2 separate regions of the Zea mays genome follow, and region 1 is linked to region 2. A link is a contact called in public Hi-C data. All regions are on one chromosome and are shown on one strand. Each heading gives the region's core, a stretch centred on a gene start, on an enhancer-like site or on the middle of the called end of the contact. The rest is flanking DNA. Distances are from core to core; before and after follow the strand shown.

Region 1 (6,323 bases), core at 3,264-5,763, 130 kb before region 2:
AGATAGTCATTACATAGCTGTGGTAACTTTAATTAATACAAATATTAATTTTAATTTTGTTCAAATTTATTTGTCTTATCTTTTATTTGTTTTATTATTTTTTTTGAATTTAGAGGTCTAATGTGAATTTCGGGCCAAAAATTGAATTTCGGGCCAAAAATTGAATTTCGGGCCCTAATGTGAATTTCGGGCCAAAAAATGAATTTCGGGCCGCCCGAAATGAGCCCGGCACGTTTAATCAATTACGGGTCGGGCCGTGGGCCGAGGGCTAGGCCCATGGGCCGGCCCGACACGGTCCGAAATTCAAACGGGCCGGACCAGCCCGAAATTCAAACAATACGAGCCTTTTCGGGCTTGGGCCGGGCCGGGCCGGGCGGCCCGAATGTACACCTATACTGGTGGTCACCGTCTTGGGTGACCACCGGCGGAGGGGTGCAGCCGGGCCGCGTGATGAAAATCCTTGAAGCCGAACGATGGCTGAAAGGTACCAACTCCCCCGGAGTTGCGTTCCTCCAACGACAAGGCGGAAGGATTGCGGGTGTCCCCCATCCGGGGGCCCGGAAGGTGGAAAGACACGATGCATAAGGGAGCGCGAAGACATGGTCGCCTTCCAAGGGGGTCACCCTCCTTTTAAAGGCGACTCTCCCTACTTGCGTCCCCAGCCGTCGTGGGCTGAGTCTTCTCCAACACGCTCCAAGGTCCTCCCCCTACGGCGCGGGGGCTGGGTCCCACGCGTCATGCAAGCTGGCCCAGAGCAGAAGAAGCCAAACCGCCGCGCGCGGTGCATGCAACCGCCCAACGGTTACGAGCATTCCTCCGCTTTTGCCCAGACCAGCGGGCGAAAGGGCGGGCAGCCATGCAGGCGGCATGCAACCGCGCCAAGTGGGCGCGTCCCTCCGACTTCCAACGCACCCAGCACGGGGGCCCACGCCCACGCGTCACGCCACCGGCGCGCCGGTCGCTACGTGCAAGCAACTGCACCGCCACTCGCACCACTGCCACGCCTCCTCGACTGCGGAACCAGTACCGCGACTCGAGGCAACCCTGCGTACGACCCAACAGTGCCAGCCAGGCGCGATGGTCAATACGGCCAAAAATGGGCCGGCAGTAATGGCGGTGGCAGGCGGGCAGGAGCAGCGGTCACGTCGTCAGACAAGCCCACGTCCCATCCTGGGGCAGTGAGAGAACCCTCTCTCACGGCGTGAAGACGGCGCGCCTGTGTTCCGTTCCTCGAACGGCTCGCGCACGCGCAACGGCCACCCCGCGAACCGCCCACTCCGTCGCATTAACTCCGCGGCGGGACAGGCGGCGCCTCTGGCAGGAGAAGCAAGCGACGCTTCGCCTTCGCCATAACGACCGCGTCCAAAAAGGTACGCTGCGTCATTCGATTTCGTATCCTTTTCCTTTTCCTCTTTCTCTCTCTTACAACAGGGACCGGGAAAGGGGGATACCCCAAAAAGGATCCTTCCCCGTGAAGGAAACAGGCTCCGAGCCTCCCTACTGATCAGGGGTTCGAAGGCTGGCCCCTCGGAGGGGTTCAACAGCCGCCTCAGAGCGCGTGGGCTCCACACCCACTACTGGTCAGAGGTTCGAAGGCCGGCCCCTCGGAAGGGTTCAACGGCTGCCTCAGGCCACTCGGGCTCCGCGCCCACTACTGATCAGGGGTTCGAAGGCTGGCCCTCGAAGGGTTCACATCCGCCTCAGACATAGAGCGAGGGATGACCCTGGGTACGTTCGATACATAACCAAGGCTCGGGCTACGCTCCCGAGGTACCCTAGGACATTTCCGAGACCAGCGGGAACGATCTTGTAATGGAATCCCATCAGAGGGAGGCATCGAGCCCTCGGACCCCGTCGACAGGGGACCGGGTCCGGCAGATCACCCGCAGGTACTTTTGGGAGCGCCTCTGGGCCTCTAGCCGACCCCTAACAAATGGGGCACGGACGTCCGCTCGGATTACCCGCCAGCAGCTCACCGGAGACACCATGTTCGGCGCCCTTCGAGGACAACATGGCGCTTCCCCCCTCCTCCTTGCGGAAAGGCGACGCAGGGGCGTATGTAAAAAAGTCGAGTCTGTCCCTGACCGTCCTCTCGCCCTGTGCAGAGGCTCGGGGGCTGCTCTCGCAAACCCGGCTCTGGCCAAATCGTTGACAGCGTCAACTTACCAGCCCGAGAACTTGGGACCCGACCATGCACCCGGGCTACGGCCAGCTCGCATGAGGGAACGACCAGACCAGCCGAAGCATTGCGCGAGGCATTAAGACCTCGGAGGAGTCAAACCACTCCTGTGAGGCCTCGGGGGCTACATCCGGCGGGTGCGCTCGCGCGCACCCACCGGAACAAAACGCAACCAAGAAAGGCTGGTCCCCTTGCAAAAAAGTGCGACAAAAGCCTCCAAGCGAGTGTTAACACTCCCTTTGAGGCTCGGGGGCTACTGTCGGGGACCATAATTAGGGGTACCCTCAAGACTCCTAATTCTCAGCTGGTAACCCCCATCAGCACAAAGCTGCAAAGGCCTGACGGGTGCGACTAAGTCAGGGATCGGTCCATTCGAGGGACTCGATCACGCCTCGCCTGAGCTCAGCCTCGGGCAAGGGCAGCCGACCCCGGAGGATCTCCATCTCGCCCGAGGCCCCCCTCCAGCGACGAACGAACTTCCGGCTCGCCCGAGGCCCAGTCTTCACCAAGAAGCAACCCTGGCCAAATCGCCACGCCAACCAACCAAATCGCAGGGGCATTTAATGCAAAGGCGGCCTGACACCTTTATCCTGACACACGTCCTCCAGTCGACAGAGCCGAAGTGACCGCAGTCACTTCGCCGCTCCACTGACCGGCCTGATAGAAGGACAGCGCCGCCTGCGCCGCTCCGACTGCTGTGCCACTCGACAGAGTGAGGCTGACAGGCAGTCAGGCCCGGCCTCAGGCACCATAGGAAACTCCGCTCCGCCCGACCCAGGGCTCGGACTCGGGCTCAGCCCCGGAAGACGGCGAACTCCGCTCCGCCCGACCCAGGGCTCGGACTTGGGCCCAGCCCCGGAAGACGGCGAACTTCGCTCTGCCCGACCTAGGGCTCGGACTAGGGCTCAGCCCCGGAAGACGGCAAACTCCGCTCCGCCCGACCCAGGGCTCTGACTTGGGCTCAGCCCAGAAGACGACGAACTCCGCTTCGCCCGACCCCAGGGCTCGGACTTAGCCCTGGCTTCAGCCGACGGTCTCCGCCTCGCCCGACCCAGGGGCTCGGACTCGACCTCGGCCACGCAAGACAGACTCGACCTCGACCTCGGAGGAGCCTCCACATCGCCCAACCTAGGGCGCGGACCTACCACGTCAACAGGAGGCGCCATCATTACCCTACCCTAAGCTGGCTCAGGCTACGGGGAACAAGACCGGCGTCCCATCTGGCTCGCTCCGCCAGACAAGTAATGATGGCACCCCGCACGCTCTATGACGACGACGGCTCTCAGCCCCCTTACGGAAGCAAGAGGACGTCAGCAAGGACTCAACAGCCCCGACAGCTGTCCTTCCGCCAGGCTCCAGCGCTCCTTCGACGGCCACGACACCACATGAACCGGGTGCCAAAACCTCTCCGGCTGCCACGATAGCATGTACTTAGGGCGCTAGCTCTCCTCCGCTAGACACGTAGCACTCTGCTACACCCCCATTGTACACCTGGATCCCCTCCTTACGCCTATAAAAGGAAGGACCAGGGCCCTCTTACAGAGGGTTGGCCGCGCGGGGAAGAGGACGGGACAGGCGCTCGCGTGAGGCCGCTCGCTCCCCCTCCCGCGTGGACGCTTGTAACCCCCTACTGCAAGCACACCCGACCCGGGCACGGGACAAACACGAAGGCCGCGGGATTTCCACCTCTCTCTCTCACTCCGGCCGCCTGTTCTTCCCCCCTTCGCGCCTCGTCTCGCGCCGACCCATCTGGGCTGGGGCACGCGGCGACATTTCACTTATCGGCCCAGGGACCCTCCGGTCCCGAAACGCCGAAAGTAAGGAACTCTAAAGCGTCCTCTAAAATTTAGAGGATGGCATGCGTCTCTATCTATCTGTAGAGGGTGCTCTATACACTGTACACCTTTTTTGTGCATGTACGCTCACGTGGTGACGAGTAGTAAAAAATAATATAGAATGTCAAATCTAGTACACTGTTGATATAGAGGATGGAATTTAGGGGATATTGCTGGAGATGAAGAAGATATAGAGTATAGAATGTTTTATGAGATGTTTGGTTTAAGGAATCACTACATTCAAATTGAGGTGATGCATCATGAGTTCATTCCTCAAATTTGGTGGGATGACCCCATTACTCATATTAGTACTAACTAACTAACTATGAGGAATGAGGTGGTGATGCATCAACTCATTCCATTCCACAAACCAAACAAAAATAGTGAGGAATGAGAAGATGATGGATTAGCTCATTCCTCAAACCAAACGCCTTATTAGAGAGTGCTGTAAAGGACAAAGAATATTTCTTTAGAGGATCAAATTTAGTGGACGTTGCTGGAGACAGCGCGACACCTACCGGTCACCGGCCGAACCCAACCGCAAAAGTTGGCACCGCGGCACGGCGGCACCGCCCGCGAAAACGCAACCACCGGCGCCGTCACCCTCCCTGGCTCCGGCCTTCAGCCGCCTCGCCAGCGACGACCACGGCTGCGTCACATGACAAGACACAACATATCGAAGTCGCTCGCCGTCGTCCTCCGCGCCCGCATGCAGCCCAATCCCATCTCCTCCCCGCCTCCGCCGACCCCTCCGCCGCCGCCCACGGACCCCGACCCCGCCGCCCCGCTTGTGGCTTCCGTCAGCCACTGGCTCCACGTATCTGCCTCCGCCGCCTCCCCGCCCCCCGCGGCGCTCGACAGCTTCTCCGATGGGTACCGCTCCCTCGACCTTGTCGGGCGCCGCGAGGTCCTCCGTTCCCTCGCCGTCGACTACGATGTGCCCCGCGCGCGTGTCCGGGATCTCATGAAACAGTACATGAGCGTCACCTCCGCCGAACCATCAGGCGTGGATGACGTGGAGGCGGAGGAGGGGAAGGAGGGCGCCGCGTCGGCCCTGTACCGGATGGAGAGGGGGCTCCGGGATGCACTCCGGCCCCGGTACGCCGGATTCCTTGAGGCCATGAACGCGCAGCCAGGTGGGCTCAAGCTCCTCGCCGTGCTCCGTGCCGATCTCCTCGCCTTGCTGGGGTGAGATTGATTGCAATTAACACTGCCTTATTTTCATTACGAGAAACTTGGGGATTTGTGGTGCCTGGGACCCTGTCTGATCTCAATTTTACAATGCAGAGAGGAGAACGTTTCAGCGCTGCGGGCTCTGGACTCGTACTTGAAGGAGAAACTGGTGACTTGGCTTAGTCCTGCTGCATTGACGCTCCACCAGATAACCTGGGATGATCCTGCCTCGTTGCTAGAGAAGATTGTGGCATATGAAGTTTGTGACCGGCTCCCCGTTCATTTGGCTTGGTGCAGCATGAATTGTTACTACGGTGTTTCAACTGATGGTTTTGAGTTCAATTATTTAGGCCGTACATCCAATCAGGAATCTGATAGACTTGAAGAGAAGATTGGGCATTGGTCGCCGATGCTTTGGGTACTTCCATCCAGCAATACCAGGTAGGATTGAGATCCCATTTGGCATAGATGCAAACAGCTCGGGCTCTTTGATACTTTACATGGAAGAGCTAGAAGCCGGTGAAGCCAAAAATGTCTGTTTACTGGTCGTGGCTTTCTGAACTTCTAGAGTATTGCTGGCTACTGTTACTAGTCATGCTACAAGCTAATCTAGTTTTGTAAGTAACTCTGCAAATGTGCCTAATCTAATGCAGATATCTAGTTTATAGGTTCACCTTATCCTAATATGTATCAATTTTCCCATCATCTAAAAAATAATAATTTTCTATTAGGGCGAAATTAGTGTATGACTGCATGTTTGCATCTATACTGTTTGTGGTTAAGATGTTGAGTGCAGCAATCGGCTGTTGCAATATTACTTGTGCTGCAGTTGGCTTTTTTTAGTGCTCTCACTATCTTCTTTTAACATTAGGGGAACCACTGATTTTCATTGAAGTTGCTTTACTCAAAGATATGGAAGCATCTATACAGGTTATTAAATTTTTTCATATCGATTAAATGGGTAGAAGGGCAGGTCTGGTGTAGTGGTTAGAGCTGGTCATAGATGTATAATTGAGTCATCAGATCACGGGTTCAAAGCAGTCTCTCCACATTTGCAAGGGGAAGGCTTGCCTTGGTTTTTCCCTTCTCCAGACCCCGCTCATGTGGGAGCCTCCAGCACTAGGTCTGCCCTTCTT
Region 2 (5,665 bases), core at 2,863-5,362:
CATGTTTCATGTCTAATTATTATAAGCAGGTGGAGATAAATAAAAGGATGGTCGCGCGGCGAGACGCGCGACAAAGCTCTCTAAAACAAATTAAGAAGTTAACGACTCATCGCGCGACCGAGCACGCAACGAGACACTTCGCCTTAGTTATGAGGAGACGTTAAGCGTCGCGCGACGAAACGCACGACGGCATACGTCGACTAAACTGAGTCCAAAGTGGAACGTCGCGTGAATACACACGCGTCGTTACACCTTAAACAACCTGAAACAAAAATGGATCGTCGCGCGACGAAGCGCACGACGCAACACACAGATAGAATATGAAATTAGACAAATCCGTCGCGCGGCAAAGCGCGCGACGCAACACGCTAATTAACAAATAATCACCGCGAGCGCGGGCGAGCGGGGACACGGTCGGGCGAGGCCGGGACGGGGGCAGGGCGACCGGGGCCGGGGCCGGGGCCGGGGCGGTTGAACCGGTCAGGGGCGGCCGAGCTCGCCGGGAGGCGGGCGGCCGAGCCGCGCGCGGGCGCGCGCGGGCGAGCGGGGCTCGCCGCGCCGCGGGAGGGGCAGGGAGCGGGCCGAGCGCCGCCGGGGGCCGAGCAGGGGCGGGGAGCGCCACCGCGGGGCCGGGCAGGGGCGGGCGGACGCCGCCGCGGCCGGGGAAGGGGCGGGCGCCGCCGCGCGCGGGGGAGGGGCGGGGACGGGGCCGAGCGCCGCCGGGGGCGGGGGCGGGGCAGGGGGTGGGGCCGAGCGCCGCCTGGGAGGGAGGCCGGGCGGGGGCCGCGCCACCGCGCCAAGGGGCCGAGCGGGGGCCGCGCCGCCGCGCCGAGGAGGCCGGGCGGGGGCCGCGCCGAGGGGGCCGAGCGGGGGTCGCGCGCGGGCAGGGGGAGAGGGAGGGCGCGGGGGGGGGGGGGGGGGGAAGAAGAGGAGGGAGAGAGAGAGAGAGAAGGGAAGGGGAGGGGAGCTCACCTCGGGGTCCAAAATCCGGTGATCGCCGTCTCCAAATCCTAGGGCACCACGGGGAGAGAGAGGTGGAAGAGGGAGAGGAGAGGTTGTTGCGCGGGAGATCCAAATGAGAGAGAGAGAGGGGAGGGGGGCGCATAGGGGGTTTGGGCGCCAGGGGCGCGCAGGCCGGGGCGGGTCGGGCCGGCTGGGCTGGGCTGGACTGGGCTAGGCTGGGCCGGGCCACTTCGCGGATCGAAAACCCACGACGAGCGCGGACCACTAAACGGAATTAAATCGCGAACCGAAATCCGGAACGGAACGAGACGAACACTCAACATCAGACAAAGAAATGTGCTTCGGCATGATGCAACACCCATGACACTTAGGTTTTGGTTTATACATGACACGGACACCTGTCGCTATACTGGTTTTGAAATTGGGAAGAAGAAGCGAAACAAGAAAGAGAAAAGAGAGTAACGCCCGAATTTGGTGAGAGAAAAGAAGAAAAAATTCTACCCCCAAATTCAGGGCGTTACACCAGTATACTACGATAACTTATATACAAAATATGTGTTATACCGTTATGAGAAAATGTTTCATAATCAATTTGTGATTCTGGCCATACATAAATTTTGTTATTTATAATCTATCTGTTTCACCACTACATTGCAACCATCAGTATCATGCAAACTTTGATATATATCACGATTTGTATGATCTCATTATTGGAGAGCACGTTTCACACATACCGGAAGAAATTCTCTCGTACATCGTTAGTCATTGGACACGTACCACCATACGCTTTTGCTTAAACAAAAAGGTAAGTGTGTGTTTGCAAGACTAATGGTCAAACATCGTATAACCACAAAGTTAGAATACTATATTAATATATTAAATAAATTAATCTAATAGACATAGATTAACCCAATTAACATAGGATAAATAAATATCTAATTATAAAAGTATGAAACATGGTATAATCAATGTTGTTACTGCGTAGTAAATATTCATACGAGACTAACACAACTGGAATGATTCAATTTGGAATTAAAATGGGGAAGTTACGAATTTCCAAAGTTTCTATGTATTTGATATATGATTAATTAGGAAATCAATTTTATTGTTGTTTTCATGACAAAACAGAGGTATTATAGAAATTGGAATGAACTCATTTGGATTTAATATGAAATTTCCATGAATTAAATGGGTTTCTGCAATTATTTTTAAACTAAAAATCAATTTCTAAACTCGTTTTCCCTATTTTCTTTATTTTCCTGGACTGCGTCCCAAATTCCAGAAAGATCAGGGGCCAAGCTATAAATGTTTTTCTAGACTCAGTTAGCATACAGAGTGGACGGTGGGTTAAACACAAAAGACGTTTTAGTTGAAGTTGTACACAATTCAACATGAGTCATGTTGGTAGAGGGTGGAAGGCTATGCATTCTACTTAATAGATCCAAGGTTCGATCCCTAGGCAGCCACAGTTTGATTTTTTTTCTGCGCGCGGAAAACTGGTGTGCGGGATTGGACGGCTGAGATTGTAGAAAGGTAGAATGGACGGCTGAGATCGCAAAATGGCAGAACACAAAAAGGCAGACTACTATTGCTAACTTATAAGTAGTAGAGATTAAAATTTAGTCCATATCATATCGGATGTTTGAATGCCGGTCATAAATATTAAATATTATGTAATTATAAATCTAATTACACAAATGATGACTAAATGATAAGATAAATTTATTAAACCTAACTAGTTTATGATTTGATCATATAATGCTACAGTAAACATTTGCTAACCGTGTATTAATTAGGCTTAATAAATTTATCTCATTGTTTAGTCTCCACCTATGTAATTAATTTTATAATTAGACTATTTAATACTCGTAATAACTTTTCAAACATGTCATGTGATACGTACTAAGGCCCTATTTGGAATGTTATTTCCTATGTTTTTCCTAAAAAATAAATAATTCCTGTATGATTTCTTTAGAATTTCTACATTTCAAAGGGGCCTAAACTTTAGTCCCCAGAACCAAACACCCTTTAACAATAATCTTGGAAAGAAGAGGGTAGATTTTGCCGATGGTGTGTATCACTAGAGAGTTAGGTATACTTAGAGGTGCCAATGCAGACCCGATACCCGTTAATCCATGTATAATTCCTCTATTAAGCTTAGAGTATGTGAAGATTTTAATCCCCATGGATATAAATTTAGGAGAAATTATTCACATATTGGATATGGTGGGTATGAGTATGGAAAAGCATAATCCAAACCAGATACGTATGGGTAAAATTTACGCAGTAAAATCACTGTGCAGCCCAATATACCATATGCCCAACAACTAATCCTACATCTCACAACTCTTTTAAGCACCCATCCACACAACCTAAACGATCAGCCACCAGCTGTCCTGCCCACCAGTCCACGTGTTACTTTTTTTATTGTTTTGAATGATTATAATGTTTTTTCTTAGATTTATTTGTGATGTATTGTTATTGGATGTAGTGTGTCCGTTAATGTCATATAAAATAATGTGATAATGTTTCTTTTGTCGAGGATAGAGACCCATTGAAGAGCCGACACCCGTAGAAAAATCTTCTAGATGCCATTGGATTTTATATTCGTCACTTATGTGTCATTGAATAATATTTAGGAGATATTTTTTTTATGTATGACATGTGGATCTAGTGACACATAATACCCTGTTTGGATGTAGATATTTAATAATGAAATTGGGAATTGGAATCATGAATTCTGAATTCCTGTTTTTGGCTTACTAAAGAATTCAGAGCTGAAATTAAAGCTCAATTCTTTGGAATTGTACTTGAACTAAAAAGTGTCTAATTCAGAGCCAAAACTCTAGGTATTGGATGGAATGGTAAGTCATATACATTCAAACAAAAATGATTTGAAACTCACTTCCAATACTAACAGATTTGATATTTGATCTAATTTAATTTTAATATCTTCAATATATCCAAATGAAAATGGATTAGTATAATTTCTGAATTGTCTAGAAAATAAAGAGAGGTGCCATGGTCCACTGACACACGGCAGCGACACTGACACTCACACAGGGCTCTCACCCGCAACGGCCGTCCTCGACCTCGACTGGCAAACAGCCGGCCAGCGCCGTTCAAGCGGACAGATCCAACGCAAACCCACAAGAAAGTTTCAAAAAAACATTCGCACTCCCTCCCTCTACCGCCACTAGCCACCCTCCCCTACCCCAATCCCCTCTCCCCAGATCGAGCGCCGCGTGGCTAGGGTTTGCGCGACCGCCGGCAGCGATGCCCGCGTCCTCCGTCTCGGGGGGTAGCGGCCCCGGAGGCGTCTCCCCGGATGCCATCATCGAGTGGCTGCAGGACGAGATGGGGTACCCCTCGGCCCCTCCTGCACCGGATCAGCTCCGCAAGATCTGCCGGGGCAACATGATCCCCGTCTGGTCCTTCCTGCTCCGCCGCGTCCGCTCCGAGCGAACCGTCGCCACCGCGCGCCGCAATATCCTCGTCCACGGCGTCGCGGCCCGGCGGGCGCGGGAGGGCGGAGCGATGGGGGCGGGCGCGGGTGACGCTGCGGCCAGGGAGGCCGAGGCGAGGGAGCGGGACCTCGCCGCTGAGGAGGCCGAGCGGTTGCGTGGGATCGTGAGGAGGCAGCGCAAGGAGCTTCGCGCGCGCATCGCGGAGGTCGCCAGGGAGGAGGCGGAGCGCAAGCGCGTCCTCGGTGAGCGCTCCAATGCCAGGTACCTGAAACTATAGCAGAATTGTGGGGTTCTTCTAGGCGATTTAATTGTTGCTACATCCTTGTATTCAGTTTTGGGGCTTACAAAATCTTCTCAGAAATGGCACAAAAGATGTAGGTGCTCCTGGCTGTAACTATTCCACTAATAAAAATAATGGTGCACGTTGTATTGATATGATTGCTTGGAAGCTGACATCATTGTTAATCCTAGTTTGATAGGAATATACTTTGCTGTGAACGGACTATACTTTTGTGTGAACAAAGGGGTTTTCAGATATATGAAATCCAGAAGATGGCACATAGTAAAACGCCATCTATACAATCTACTCAGTTTGATGTTCCTTCATTAGTAAAAAAACAAATACTATCTTTATATTCCTATTCCTATCAATTGTCTACATCTGGAATCAGTGTTTGTGCATATACCAACATCTGATGACAATCCCTTTGAAAGTTTTTAAGTGCTAATAAATTCATATTTCTATGTGTTTGTTGGCTTGTTGCATTAATAAGCCATGAAATTCTTAGTAGTAAGCCTGCTGACATATGAGAAGTCATACCCAACTCCTAGCATGTTAAAAGGCCGTTGAGCTCACACACAGAGGCAGTCGGCGTCAATGTTGGTGGTATAGTTGTTTTATGGTCAGCATTAACATGATCTATTTGAAAACAATAAGTGATACTGATACTGCATTTGTGTTTCTCCCGCCATCCTTTGCAATTTCACTTATTTCTTTATATAAATTGTGCCAAGTGGTGATGGTGTGCTTGTAGCAGATCTACAACAATTGACATTTTTTTTAAAAAATTAAAAATAGGCACAAGCAAGTTATGCTCCAAGCATATGAACAGCAATGCGATGAAGCGCACAAAATATTTGCTGAATACCAGCGCCGGCTACATCAGTTCGTTAACCAAGCAAGGGACGTGCGAAGATCAAGTATAGGCGTGGCTGGAGCTACAGGTGCTCTTGTG

Evidence for each region. Hi-C and Micro-C count contacts between places; a contact is called where the count stands out from the background.
Region 1: a contact with region 2 is called in a Hi-C map of endosperm, with 2.4 times the contacts expected there. The contact joins the promoter of LOC103647398 here to the promoter of LOC100501140 in region 2. A contact is called at or near these places in 3 of 25 Hi-C or Micro-C datasets (ear, endosperm and leaf).

What each region holds. Positions count from the first base shown.
Region 1 is chr2:183,721,601-183,727,923 of Zm-B73-REFERENCE-NAM-5.0, reverse strand. It overlaps LOC103647398 (malonyl-CoA decarboxylase, mitochondrial), which reads left to right and starts at 4,513. Exons shown (of 13, transcript XM_035965409.1): 1 at 4,513-5,202; 2 at 5,302-5,446; 3 at 5,538-5,628; 4 at 6,059-6,117. The coding sequence starts at 4,673.
Region 2 is chr2:183,591,766-183,597,430 of Zm-B73-REFERENCE-NAM-5.0, reverse strand. It overlaps LOC100501140 (AUGMIN subunit 5), which reads left to right and starts at 4,112. Exons shown (of 10, transcript NM_001195943.1): 1 at 4,112-4,691; 2 at 5,509-5,665. The coding sequence starts at 4,240.